4 separate regions of the Mus musculus genome follow, and regions 2, 3 and 4 are each linked to region 1. A link is a contact called in public HiCAR-type, HiChIP or PLAC-seq and promoter capture Hi-C data. All regions are on one chromosome and are shown on one strand. The core of a region is the stretch at or near the end of the contact, and the rest is flanking DNA. Distances in the headings are between cores, read along the strand shown.

Region 1 (3,063 bases), core at 278-2,777:
CTCAGTAAACTTAGACCAAGCATCACTGACTTCACACTGAGACAAGAAATTAGGTGGTTTCTCCCAGAAAAGGAGGGGGGAATAGACTATAGAATATTTGTGAGAAAAAAATAGAGTTTTGTTCTTTTCAGTTTCTTCCTCATGAAGGCAGATTCCAGGATACTGAGAGCTGTTCCTATGATCTCAGCACTGGGGTAGTAGAGGCAGGATTGCTACAAGTTCAAAGCCAGGCTGGGTTACATAGCAAGACCCGGTCTCCAAGATAAAAAATAAAATCAAACTATCAATAATAAAGGGGTAAATACAGGAGAGAGATTCCAATCATGGAGAAGAATGTCTCAACCCATTTGACTAAATGTCAGACTCCCCAAGAAGAGGACTGTCTTCCTACACCAAGAGTGTGTATTATGGCTCTCTGCTAAATGTCACCACATCCCACCCCAGCCTATTAGCACACTGATAAAATTGAGTGTCCCCAAATCAGAGAGAGCTTAGGTGTGTGCTAAGAACAACCCAACAAAACTTGGGCCAATGCAGTCAACATTCTTGCCACTGAGCTCAGAAGAGGGCGTGTATAGATCCTTCCCCTAGACCACCTGACCCCAATTCTGTGTGTCCCCCTGCAGGTGACTCCGCAGGAGGCAAGAAGGGAGGAAAGAAGAAGGGCTCCTCCTTCCAGACTGTGTCTGCTGTGTTCAGGGTACGTGGTTTCTCTTTTGATATCTTCCTCTTTCACTTGTTTCTCTGTCCAGTGAAATGGCATGCACTAAGAGAGATGTGCTTGCTTCTATCTGTGCCCCAGGAAAACTTAAACAAATTGATGACCAACCTAAGGAGCACCCATCCTCACTTTGTGCGATGCCTGATTCCCAATGAGACCAAGACTCCTGGTGAGTGACTCTCCAGGCTAGAATGGGACTCACTAAAATGTGTGTACATTCCTAAGGATGGGCTGAAGAGAAGAGAGGAGGAGGTGGCTTAGGAAACCATTTAAAGTTCAGAACGTGGGGCATAGAGGTGTGCACTGCCAATCCCGCAGTTCCTAAGGCTGAGGCAAAAGGTTGTAGTTTGATGTCAGCCATGGCAGCAAGACAAGATTCTGTCTCAAAAACCAAAAGGGGAAAAGAAAAAAGAAAAAATGGGTTTGACATATTCATACAAAGGCAATACAGAACTCTCCTTGGGCCATCTGGAAAGCATGGAAGGCTAGGAGCCAAAGACAGCATGATCCCTGGCAAGGCTCAACTCGGAATTCCTAGTGAGCTTCAGTGAGAGGAACCTGGGAAGACAGCCTCTACACTGTTGCTGCCTTGCAAAGTCTCCCACAGTTTCCTATCACACAATAATATTCTTTTTTGGAGTTTAGTGTGGCCTCCACCCCAAAAGGCCCATCACCAGATAAAGGTCTTTAAGTTTTCTCCCAGCTGCTCTGTAATTCTGCTTTTGTCCCTGCCCTTGACTCTCCCAGAGCTATAGCCTTGACCTTGTCTGCTTGCTTCTGGCCACAGCAATGACATGCCCACAGGGCTCCTTCCCACTAGCTAGGGGCTGCTTTAATCTGGTTACTCACTTCAACTCAAACCTACACCTTATGAGGTAGGAGCTACTGTTCTGCATATTTTACAAATGAAGAAATTGAGACATATTAGATTTCAAGAAATTCCTTTTCCCAAAGTCCAGCATTTAGACAAAAGCTCTGGCTTTTTAGAAGATAGTTTCTGCTCATTAAAAGGAGTCATTCTCCTTATCTCTGGCAAAAGAAGCTGCATGGGTTGCTCCTCCTTAACTGTGCCTGGGCTGCCTATTTAACATATCAAAGGGAATCATTGCAGGCTGGTCTCTCCCAGCACTGTCTGTACCTTTACAGAGTTCTGGCTCCTCCATGCACTTCTCACCCCACCCTACTCTCAACTTCCAACCCCCTGAGCCTCACTTCCCATCCCCCTAGCTTCTTGGACTCCTCTACAACCCAGCCATTTTGGCTATCATTCTCTTGGTCTCTTGGCCTCTTGGTCTCTGGGTTCCCAGGGAACTCTCTTTGTCCCCTCTCTCTTCTCTTCCTCTCTCGCTCCCCCAGTTCCATGACCAGGTTCAGTCTGCTGGTCAAGTTCAATCTGGACCATCCCAGTTGTCTGTGTCTCTTGCTCTCTACAATAAACCTTCTCTTCAACTCACACCTGGGGGCACCACGTCCTCATTTTTTCCCCAAGACACAGAAGGTCCCTTTCATGCGGTTGGTAAACAGCACAGTTGGGATTTGAACCAGTAGGAATCACATTCATGGACTGAAATACACTGTGTCTCATTAATATGCATAATCATGCTTTGTGCATTTGTTAAAAGTAAATAACCAGGGGATCCTAAGAGGAGATGTGAAAAATGAAAAATATAAACCACAAATATTGTGTGCTATAAAATCAAGAGAAATGAACACCAATGTGTTATTAAAGAAATAAGAAATTTTATTTATATATTTAAAGATTTCTCTAATATAACCAAGAAGTAGAAATGTTGGAAATTTGCCAAAAAAGAATAATTCACTTTTTGATAAAGCTGGAAGAGAAATTTTAACAGTACCCTAAGACCATGAGAATCATAAGAGTCCCTTAAATGGATTTTCTATTCAAGATAGGATGAAGCTATTACCATAGAAAATGGAAAGGAACCAAAACCGGTAGGAAACGAGGGAGGGGAAACCAGACTGAAAAAAAATGTCTACGGTTTCCTGCACAAATCCTCCTGGAATTCTGATAGGGATATTTCCTCCACGGTTTTTACCAGTCTTTCTGCAGGGAATTCCCACCCGGTGGACCTTTGGGCAGGGATGGCAGTGTCCTACATTTGCACAGTATGGTGTCGTAGCCACCAGCTGCAAAAAGTTTGGCTTAAGTCAACTAAGATGAATCCTTGCTGTTAATGACCTTAAGTGTATAAGGTCACACATAGATGATAATTACTGCACTAGAGGGGGCTCAGCTCTAGTCAAGCTGTGAATCTGTCTTAAAGATCTCTCTTAAGGGCAAGCAGGAACACCTGTAAACATTCTAGAAATTTCTATAAGGT
Region 2 (3,063 bases), core at 285-2,784, 430 kb before region 1:
AAACAAATAAATGTAATTTAAATTAGGGATGGTAACATCTAATAAATAAATGAGTCCATTAATAAAGGAAGGCTTAGAGAACTAATTTGTGTAAGGCCAAAGAGAGAATAGCAATATATCTCTTTATACGCCACATGGGGTTTTGTAGTAAATAGTGAATTATTATATAAATAAAAATGCCTAGAATAATAAGTAGCACAGAAAAAACAATAGATTAGGCATTAACTCTTAGTGATGGTTAGTTCTGCACCATGTAGCCACATCCTGAAAAGGGAGAAGAAAACATAGAAATCTGAATTTAAAGAAAAATAAGTTCTTGTCTGCATTGCACAACAACTCATCCCAGGGCTCCTTGGCACCTGATAACTCCAGTCTCAGAAGCTGATCTGAACACAGAATAAGAGGCACCTACGTCAGAGAAGTGGCACCCACTAAATCCTTCAAAGTCAACTCCCTGGAGCCCTTAGCCTCCCTTCTTTCACTCCCTCAGCTGAAGGGTTCAGCTTTCAATGTCACCAAACACTGATGACATAGCCAAGCCCTCTTCATCTTTGCAAGTCATGAAAATCAAAAGGCTTGAGACGGAAGAGCCCATGGCTTTGAACTTGACTGGCTTTAGGCCTCCCTGATGACTCTTGGGAAAGACTTTTTTTTACACTCCACAGAGGAAGCCCCCAGTGTATCCTTGCTGGTATCAAAGTCCCCCTCCTGCCCCACCAGTAATGGCTTCCATCTTCTCAGAATAGCTGGGAGAAAGACAACCAATTAGTCTGGCCACCAGAATCTTAAATAATACTGCCGACCGCAGGGTATCCATCGACACCTTGAGAACTGGCATCCCATCAGCTCACACTGGCTTCCCCCACGCCCGGGCAGACGGGCTCAACAGTGGACGTCCTTCTGCCTCTTGCCATGATTTGCTTGCTTATCTTCATGATTGTAACTGGCATCTCACAAAAAAGATCAATAGAAAACTAGTGGGCTAGATGGGAGAAGCAAGAAGGAAATTCTTTAGACCTATCCCCGAGGGACATGTCTTGGCTCCTGGCATTGTGTAATGAAGGGTAGCCATCATGAGTGTGATTACTGGGGTGCTCCCAGAGATACTCCTTGCATCTTGGAGCTAAAGGTGTTCCCTAACTCAACAAACACAGAGCTCTCCAACATCCAAAGCAGGAAGAGAGGCCCAGATCTCACTATCAATAATACTGCCCCGAACACAGCTTCTGAGCCAGGCACACATATCACATGTAACCCACCATCACCACCTCACACCTCCCCCATCCCAGAACCTCCACAGCCTGCTGAACCTAGGTCAGGATCCTCTCTGCCCAGGCACTACCAGCCAAATACACACTTCTACTGAAACTCAAAGGCACACTGCAGAAAAACTTCATTAATTTTTCACAAGATTTGTCTAATAGTGGCTGAGCAGAGCTGAGAAAGCCACATTCGAGTGCCTGCGCCAGCAGGTTGCAAAGAGTTAACCCATTAGGCCACATCCTGGTGAGCTCATCCCAGCCGGAGCCTGCTCAGTGGCTGGGATTCGCAGCACACTGATGTGGCCAGGGTGCCTTTCTCCAGCTGGGATGAAGGACTTGAGCAGAAACTCATTGCCAGCTTCCTCCCTACGCGAGAGCCGACTGAGTCCCAGGTCCCCAGTCTTCCCCCGGGACGTTGTGCACGGTAAGTAAGAAAAAGGATCCCTCCACCCTCACCCACCTTGCCCTGCCACCCCAGTCCCAGCCCTTTGCTATGTCTCCCTGGAAAGAAGGACGGTTTGAAGTTTGCTTTGGAGTGCGTTGAGTCTCTGAAGTAGAGTTGGAAGGCAGTGTGAATACTAAAGATGAGATGGAATGAAGTTAGTTAGCTTCAAGCAGGCTGGATGGGCTGCCCTGAGAGACAGGCAGAAGTGGGCTGAGCTGGGTATCTCCTGCTGTACACCTGGGGAAAGACACCATGTGCAGTGAGGGCTGCCCTGCCTGTGGAGCTCTGAGCCTTTCTCCCTTGGAAGCCATTAAAGGGAAGGAATGAGCGGGCGCAGAAGCGGCAGCGTGTCAAGTGTTAGGACACCCGGAGACCTCGGAGTAGTGGGCATAGACTGTCTGTCCCCTGGGCATCCTCCATCCAACCTCAGCAGCTGCGGGTCTGCCCCTCCTTCCTGCAGGTGTGGCCGGTGCCCTGGCTGAGTGCCAGGGAAACAAGGCGGAGTACCCTGGCTTGGGCAGTCTTCACTTCAGGAAGGAGGGAGCAAGACAGGTACACAAAAACACAGACAAAGGCATGGCTTGCTCAGACAGAGGGCGGTGGGACTCCGCCCCTAGGTAAAGCCAAGTGTAACAACACATCATATCCCTTGAGATTCTTTTTCCAGCCTGGAGCCCCACAGGGCCCATGCACTGGTTGTGTGACCCGAAGAGGAAGGTGAGTGGCTCCCTCCAGATAGCTCTGAGCTCAGAGAAAAAGGTCCCCTTCCCGAGAGCGCTGTGAGCCCTGGAACAGATGGAGGCTGTGACGATAGCAGCAACATATTCCACACTCTCTCTTCTTTATCAGACCAGGCACAGGGCCACACACACCTTATCAGAGGAGTCGACATCACCAAATGAAGTCCTGGAAGTGAGGCAGTACAGCAAGAGGAGATAAAGACCCTGGAGAGTTGCATCTAGCCTCTGGGGCTGAGCCCTGACAGTGGGAAATTCCGGGAAAGAGAGAGACCTACTCTCTATCCATACTGGGTCCTGCTCTGGATAAGGAGACCACCGCAGGTCGATTATGCAAAGCCTGTGGCCTGCCTTTGGCACTTCCTACCAGCTGACCCTTGCTGAGGTCACCAGTGCCCTCGCCTCTCCTCAGTGTCACCAGGTCCTTGCAATTCCCAGAATAGCCCAGTTCCTATCAGAGCTCTCTAGATGGAAGGGTCTGGGGAGGAGGGACAGAGGAGTCAGATAACTCTAGGCTTGAGCGCAGCCACACAGTGGGGCCTCTCTTAACTTTAAGGCAGTTCAATGTGCTGTACAAGGGGTGCCCAGCTCCACTTGAATTTTTAGTAAAGAGTGGTTG
Region 3 (3,063 bases), core at 216-2,715, 300 kb before region 1:
AGTAGTCTCTGCTGAAGTTATAGAACTCATGGTTCCCCCACGTGTGGTGAACTGGAACTTTAAGCATCTGAAATGTGTTCATGACAAGTTCTAGAGACTTTTCTGATACTTTATACTGTGCATTGTAGCCATCGATGATGTCTCCAAGCTGCAGGACACAACAGGGCATGCTGCTTTCTTTATTCCAGTCTTCGATGGCACCCTGTAAGTGAATAAGACTGTGTCGGTAGTACCTCCGCCGGCTTCTTTGATAATTGTATCCATCTTCTAAATCTGCGTATTGAATATCTGCTATAACTCCGAAGGAAAACAGTGGCTCTGAAGCATCAGCCGGGGAACTGGGCACCAGCTTATCAGCCATAACCTCCAAGCAGACTTCTAAATAAGCTAAGGAGAGGGAAAAGAGACCCACGTTAAAATACTACAGCCTTCCAGTGGACAGAAGAAAATGACAAAAAGGTTAATCCACTAGACAGCAAGACAGACAGACAAGTGTGAAGGCACTGAGGTCTTAGCTCTGAAATGTTTCAGTTCTCATCCGTAAAGATGATAACCTCTCTCACTCAGAAGACTAACCATTTACAAGAGGGCACTACCAAACTGAACATCAGGAATTCCAACCACAATGGCCAAATTCAAATCTGGAAACATTTCTTACTTTGCACCCATTTTAAACATTGGGGATTTGTCAGTTGCTATGTATACAAATGCTAAATTCAAGAGCTGGCTGCCACCCAGACAAGTGCATCCTCACATACACCAGCCCTTGCTGTGTAAACCTTGCTCCCCGCTTTAAAGCTATTGGTTAATAAAAGGCTTGAGCCTGAGACTGGGTAGTAGAGAGAGAAATGTGGGACCTGAGAATTGAGTGAGGGGTCTCAGGAGAGACCATGGGGGCTGGGGGGAGTAGGAAGGAGAGAACTGATGGAGGAAGGAGGTCACCATGAGGCCAAAAGCAGCTTGTCCTGAGGACACACATGGAACAGAGCCAGCCCAGTGAGACTGAACGGTAAGTAGCACGGGGCCTATGGTTTGGATAAAGGTGAGAATACTCAGAGCCTGCCCAGTCTAGGCTTACAGCTGGGAAATAAAATAACAGGTTTTTATGTCTTCTACACGGGCTAGCTTGAAACAAGTATTTCATTTACATAAAACCGCACCCATCCCACAGCACCGTCACACTCACTCAGCCACCTACTTCCCACAGCAGAGCCCACTCTGGGATGCTCCGGCAGGCCAAGGCTTTTTTCTTTGCTGATGAGCAGCCTGCAGAAAGAAGTCTTTCCCTTTAGTATCTGAGGGAAGACAGCAATGATCTGAAAAGAAGGTAGTTTAATGACAAAAGTCCCCAGAGGCTTGGGAGTTTGGTGTCCCGCCCCAGTCGGTGGCATTTATGGGTAGGTGCAGCCTTGTTGGATTAAGTGAGCCACTGAGGGCAGGCTTTCATTGTTTAAAGCCCCGCCCCCGAGCTACTTCCAGTCCACCCTCTGCTTCATCCTGCCGTTGACCACGCCCTCCCTCGGCTCCCTGTGGTGCCATCATGCCTGCCTGATACAGCAGACTCACAGAGCGGGGGTGGGGGGCTACTGTTGGAGACAGGGTCTCTCTATGTAGCCCTGGCTATCCTAGTACTCCCAGTGTAGATCAGGTTAGCCTAGAACTCACAGAGATCCACCTGCCTCTGCTTCCCAAAAGTATGTGTTACCTCACCTGGATATAAAAGATTCTTATCCCTCTGAACTCTACGGCAAAATAAACTCTACCTTCAGTTACTTTTGGTCATTGTTTTTTTAAATCACAATAGAAACGTAACTAATATAAAGAAGAATAATTCAAAAATTCAAAAAAGCCCAGTATATGGGCTGAAGAGATGCCCAGAGGTCGAAAGAGCTTCCTCTAGGGTGCCTGAATTCCCAGTACCCAGGTCAGAAAGCTCACAACCACCTGTAATTGCATCTACAAACACAGGGACCTGATATCCCCTTTGTGCTTCCTAGGGCTCTCAAACAGATGGGTGTGTACTCACACAGAAATATATAAATGAAAACTACAAATGCTATGACATCACTGCACCCACTGTCCTTTCTATGAGCAGGTGAATTCTAATTTGAACCGGTTCTCCTAATCTTAGAACCAGGCCCCAGATTCTGAGCCAGAACAGAAAACACAATCTTTTCATCCCACACGTAATCTCCACTTAAACTCTAGAAAGTATCTCATTAGGTTATTTATAAACAGAATTTGTAATGCTAAAAGAACCAAGAATACTAAGGATTATGACAAACATAAAAGGCCAAGGTGCTAAATTACAAACTATTCTTATTATGAAAAAAAAAAAAAAACAAACCAAACCAACCAAACAACCAAACAACCAAAAACAAAAAACAAAAAAACCTCTGTAGTTCTATCTGAATTGACCAAAATCTAGCTGTTGCTAAAAATTCCTGACTTTCTAAAATCCTTCCGACTCCTGGTCACTAACCACCTGCTCTGCCTAACCAAGTTCCTACTTTAAATCTCTAAAGAAACATGAAATCGCAGTCTAAGCTTCTAAGCTACTCCTAACAGAAAGGCTCCAACTCCATATTCCGCACAGGGGCCAGGCTCCAGCTAGACATGAGAATGGGGGCTCTCCTCACTCTGACACTGCTGTCACTGGATGGGTCACTGGGTACAGGTTGCTGCCTGCCAAACCTGATGAACCGAGTTCAATTTCTAAGACCCACATGGTGGGAACAGTAAACTCCAGCCCTCAAACGGTCCTCTGATCTCCACATATGCACTGTGTCACACATGTATCCTGTACATAATTATTTTCCTTAACGTTTTTAAAAAGTGTTTAAATTTGTTCTCTTCTTCCAGTCTCCACTTGAAAACCCTACCAGACACTGTGTCTAAATATTTGTGATGGGACAGTATTTTCCTAACCTTCCTGTGAGCAAAAGACACTCTTACTGGTGAGGTGGAAAACTCAAGATAAAATTACAAGAAAAACAAACTTCATCAAAGTCAGCTGAAAATACTTGATCTAATTAGTTTCCGATACTTGAGATTTCAAGTGCA
Region 4 (3,063 bases), core at 316-2,815, 270 kb before region 1:
AGAGACTATGGAAGCTTGAGACAATGTGCCACTGGGCAAGAAACTCAGAGCCAGGAGATTATACTCTTCCAGGTGATGGGTGGACACTTCAGGACGAATGGTGCTAGAAGGAAGAGGGACATTTCAGTCCAAACTAGAGCAAGAGGAGCAATGAGAAGATGTGACTTCACTGTGGCCTGATGTCTAGCTAACCACAGGCATCAGAGAGCCTCAGCGTGGCCTCTCTGCTATGAAATTGCCTAAATCTTGGAAGGGAATGTGTGAAGGCTGTATGACTCATTGCCCACAAAATGGTTTATGTTGGGGAAAGACTATCTTCCGATTCCACTCTGCCTTTTTGAAGAGTCCTCAATAGGAAAGAACATACAGAGGATGTTTAATAATGGTCCCTATGGCCGGGCGGTGGTGGTGCATGCCTTTAATCCCAGTACTTGGGAGGCAGAGGCAGGCAGATTTCTGAGTTCGAGGTCAGCCTGGTCTACAAAGTGAGTTCCAGGACAGCCAGGGATACACAGAGAAACCCTGTCTCGAAAAAAATAATGGTCCCTATGAAGACTTTGGTCCTGCTTTCTCCCTTCTTCCCTTACCAGTGTATGGGTAGGCTGTAAGAGGACAGTCCATATTCTCAAATGGGATGTATTGGCATGAAGTTCTCTATTAAATGAACAACCATGACCCCATACAACTCAGACCCTCACCACAAAGACTGGACCAGGAAAGAGAGGAATGGAAATGGACAAAAATGTCAACTGTACCTTAATTCTCTTGTTAAGGTTTAATTTTCCAGTCCTGATTTAGAAATGACAGCATCTGTTAGGCGATACCCATCCCCCCTTTCTCTTCAGGCCACTACCGTTCCCCTCGCCCCCTATCTAGGCTGGCAGCTGGCCTTTCCTAATTGGTAATATGTCTTGATAACCACAGGCCCCTAAGCAGCTGTCACTGTGAACATGGGCTGGTGGCATAGCTCCCTGTCATTTACTTGCTTGTTGGTCCTGCTAGTGCTTAAGAAAGGATTAAGTAAATAATTATAGTAATGAGACAGAAAGTAATGAGGGGAAGGAGAGAGATGGAGAAGGAGAAAAAAAAAACTATAATCCAACTGCACAAGTTTTACAGAGTTTGGCTCATAACCGTGAGGGGACTTCAACAAGTTCAATTCTACTTTATCTTCGATGAGCTTTCTAAGCAAATAGCACAACTGTGTGTCCCCTGTTCCCAAGTGGTAGTGGCTTCAGCTGATTTCAGGGTGGGATGGCCTGCAGGATGGAGCCAGGTAGGGGCTCCTAAAGCAAAGGAGATCCCATTGTGCTAGGTGGAGAAGCTACAGCCCTGAGTTCACAGAGCAAGGCATCTCAAATTCCCAGCTTTCTACAGTTGGAAAAAATGGTTTCGGACCCTGCTCATTTCTATATATACTTTTCCCTTGGCAACGGCGAAAAATACGTGTGGAGGGGGCCAGTTCTCAGCCTGTGGTGTCAGTCATTCTCTTTCCAAATATAGAGGAAGAATGAGCCCAGGGGGTTAGTGGTGGCCTATAAAAGCCCAGGGGGCAGCTCTCCTCTATGCTTCTCTCTGTCACAGTCAGAGGTAAGTCTTACACTTTCCTAGTATCTCTGTGGCATTTACTGCTTCTAGACCTGATTCGGCCACTGCCCTGGACTGTGGCCCTCCCTGGCTTTGTTATAGCAGGCAAGCCTCTTTTCTCTTCTCAAGGCGTTCTCAAGGAATACAGTAGAGTGAGATGCGAGACCCAAGAGCCCAGCATCCCACTGCCTCTAGCAGATCATCGAAGCTGGGGTCCTGCCCACCCTTTCTTTTCTCTGCTTGGGAAGGATCCTGTTGGACAGGCATGGGCCTGTCCACCATGGCTCCATGTTCTCCTGTTGCCTCTCTGATCCACAGAATGAACAGGGGACTCTGTGTTTCCTACCTGGACGCTATACCTGCTGGGTGTTTAGTGGCCTCAAGACTACATGTTTGCTTAACAGGTTTAAATTAGCCAATCTCAGCATCGTCTCCATTTTCAGATAACCAGGAGGCCTGTCCCCACCCGCTAACAGAAGCTTTTATTGGCAGGGACTCAGTCCATTTAGAATCCCTGCCCTGTTCACAATGAAGGATCTTGCAGTCTGAAGAAATTGTCAGAGTGGGCTGGAGGAGCCAACCTGCCAGGCAGTTGGTAGTTATGCCTAGCTGTAGACTATGATCTGTCTGCAGTCCTAGGGCTTGCCTCAGAGCTAAGGATCTTTCTGACTGTCTAGTCCTTTGTGTGTCTTAGTTGAGCCTCACCAAGGTCTGGTTCGTCACAGAAGCAGACATCACGGTGGCCACTAAACTCTGTGTGCATGCTCTTGCAGGTCCCATACGTCCACAACTGCTGCTGCTCTCTGCTGTCCTGCAGGTGTGACTCAGGTGAGCATTGGGGCCACATCCCAGAGCTTCAGGAAGTCTTCAGGTAAACCCAGATCACCCATTGCCCCCTCATGCCTGTGCCCCCGAGGAGTTACAGAGCTTAACGGAGAAGTGCAGGCTTCATCCTCAGGGGTGCGGCTAGAGGTTCCCATCTATTCTCTATGGTGGTTTGTTGTTCCTTTGTTTTTTGAGACAGGATCTCACTGTGTAGCCCCAGATGGCATTGAACTCTCTAGGTAGACCAGGCTGGCTTCAGACTCACAGAGATCCACCTGTCGCAGCCTCCGAAGTTCTGGGACTAAAGGCATAGACCACCATGCCTGGCCTTCAGTCTATTCTTAGCATGGGAGGCAGAAACCATGTCGATTCAAAACAGTTCAAAGCTGTCTCTGCCATTTTCTGCTTAGTATTCTCTCTTTAAGGAATTCTTTTACCTTTTTTTTTTCATGGAATGCCTTTACTTCTTTTTTTTTTTTCATGGTATTTAATTTTGAATGTTCTGTTTGCTCTACCCGTGCTTCTCAGAAAAGGAAGACATAGTGTCAAAAGTGGCATTTCAAAGGCCCCTTCACCAGGCTGAAAGAATGGAGATGCTTGGAGTAAATAGATTCTGTCTAAGCCCGTGGCATTCATTAGCAACTCAACAAA

Evidence for each region. Promoter capture Hi-C pulls out the DNA fragments that hold promoters and counts their contacts. HiCAR-type assays count read pairs that join an accessible place to other places. HiChIP or PLAC-seq counts read pairs in DNA pulled down with a chosen protein or histone mark.
Region 2: an H3K27ac HiChIP or PLAC-seq map of embryonic stem cells shows a contact between it and region 1, with 4 times the contacts expected there. The contact joins the promoter of Pirt here to the enhancer-like site in region 1. A contact is called at or near these places in 17 of 39 promoter capture datasets (the 3T3-L1 cell line, the HPC-7 cell line, cranial neural crest and 9 more), 27 of 484 Hi-C or Micro-C datasets (the Ba/F3 cell line, adipose-derived mesenchymal stem cells, cerebellar granule neurons and 10 more), 1 of 115 datasets of contacts at active chromatin or transcription factors (embryonic stem cells) and 2 of 9 other capture datasets (embryonic stem cells and pancreatic islet).
Region 3: a contact with region 1 is called in a HiCAR-type map of embryonic stem cells, with 4 times the contacts expected there. The contact joins two enhancer-like sites. A contact is called at or near these places in 6 of 39 promoter capture datasets (cranial neural crest, embryonic stem cells, hippocampal neurons and 3 more), 15 of 484 Hi-C or Micro-C datasets (cortical neurons, embryonic stem cells, epiblasts and 5 more), 8 of 115 datasets of contacts at active chromatin or transcription factors (embryonic forebrain, embryonic limb bud and embryonic stem cells) and 2 of 9 other capture datasets (adipose tissue and liver).
Region 4: a promoter capture Hi-C map of embryonic stem cells shows a contact between it and region 1, with 2.7 times the contacts expected there. The contact joins the promoter of Myh3 here to the enhancer-like site in region 1. A contact is called at or near these places in 14 of 39 promoter capture datasets (the 3T3-L1 cell line, the C10 cell line, cranial neural crest and 8 more), 1 of 484 Hi-C or Micro-C datasets (embryonic stem cells), 4 of 115 datasets of contacts at active chromatin or transcription factors (the HL-1 cell line, embryonic stem cells and kidney) and 1 of 9 other capture datasets (embryonic stem cells).

The regions. Positions count from the first base shown.
Region 1 is chr11:67,344,179-67,347,241 of GRCm38.p6, forward strand. It overlaps Myh13 (myosin, heavy polypeptide 13, skeletal muscle), which reads left to right. Exons shown (of 39, transcript NM_001081250.2): 15 at 627-700; 16 at 803-890. Among named protein-coding and RNA genes, the nearest start is that of Gm40029, 4.7 kb to the right of the region's middle. Within about 2 kb of position 1,528, at least 19 of the 459 cell types and tissues checked have an H3K27ac peak or open chromatin away from gene starts, as enhancers often do. A contact at or near this core is called in cerebellum and embryonic stem cells, where this site is marked.
Region 2 is chr11:66,910,457-66,913,519 of GRCm38.p6, forward strand. Pirt (phosphoinositide-interacting regulator of transient receptor potential channels) reads left to right here and starts at 1,535. Exons shown (of 2, transcript NM_178656.3): 1 at 1,535-1,686. All of the region lies in intron 3 of Gm12298 (predicted gene 12298), which reads right to left.
Region 3 is chr11:67,041,721-67,044,783 of GRCm38.p6, forward strand. Adprm (ADP-ribose/CDP-alcohol diphosphatase, manganese dependent) reads right to left here. Exons shown (of 5, transcript NM_025510.3): 3 at 1-387. The coding sequence starts at 361. Among named protein-coding and RNA genes, the nearest start is that of Adprm, 9.4 kb to the right of the region's middle. Within about 2 kb of position 1,466, at least 31 of the 459 cell types and tissues checked have an H3K27ac peak or open chromatin away from gene starts, as enhancers often do. A contact at or near this core is called in embryonic stem cells, where this site is marked.
Region 4 is chr11:67,076,735-67,079,797 of GRCm38.p6, forward strand. It overlaps Myh3 (myosin, heavy polypeptide 3, skeletal muscle, embryonic), which reads left to right and starts at 1,566. Exons shown (of 41, transcript NM_001099635.1): 1 at 1,566-1,590; 2 at 2,405-2,415.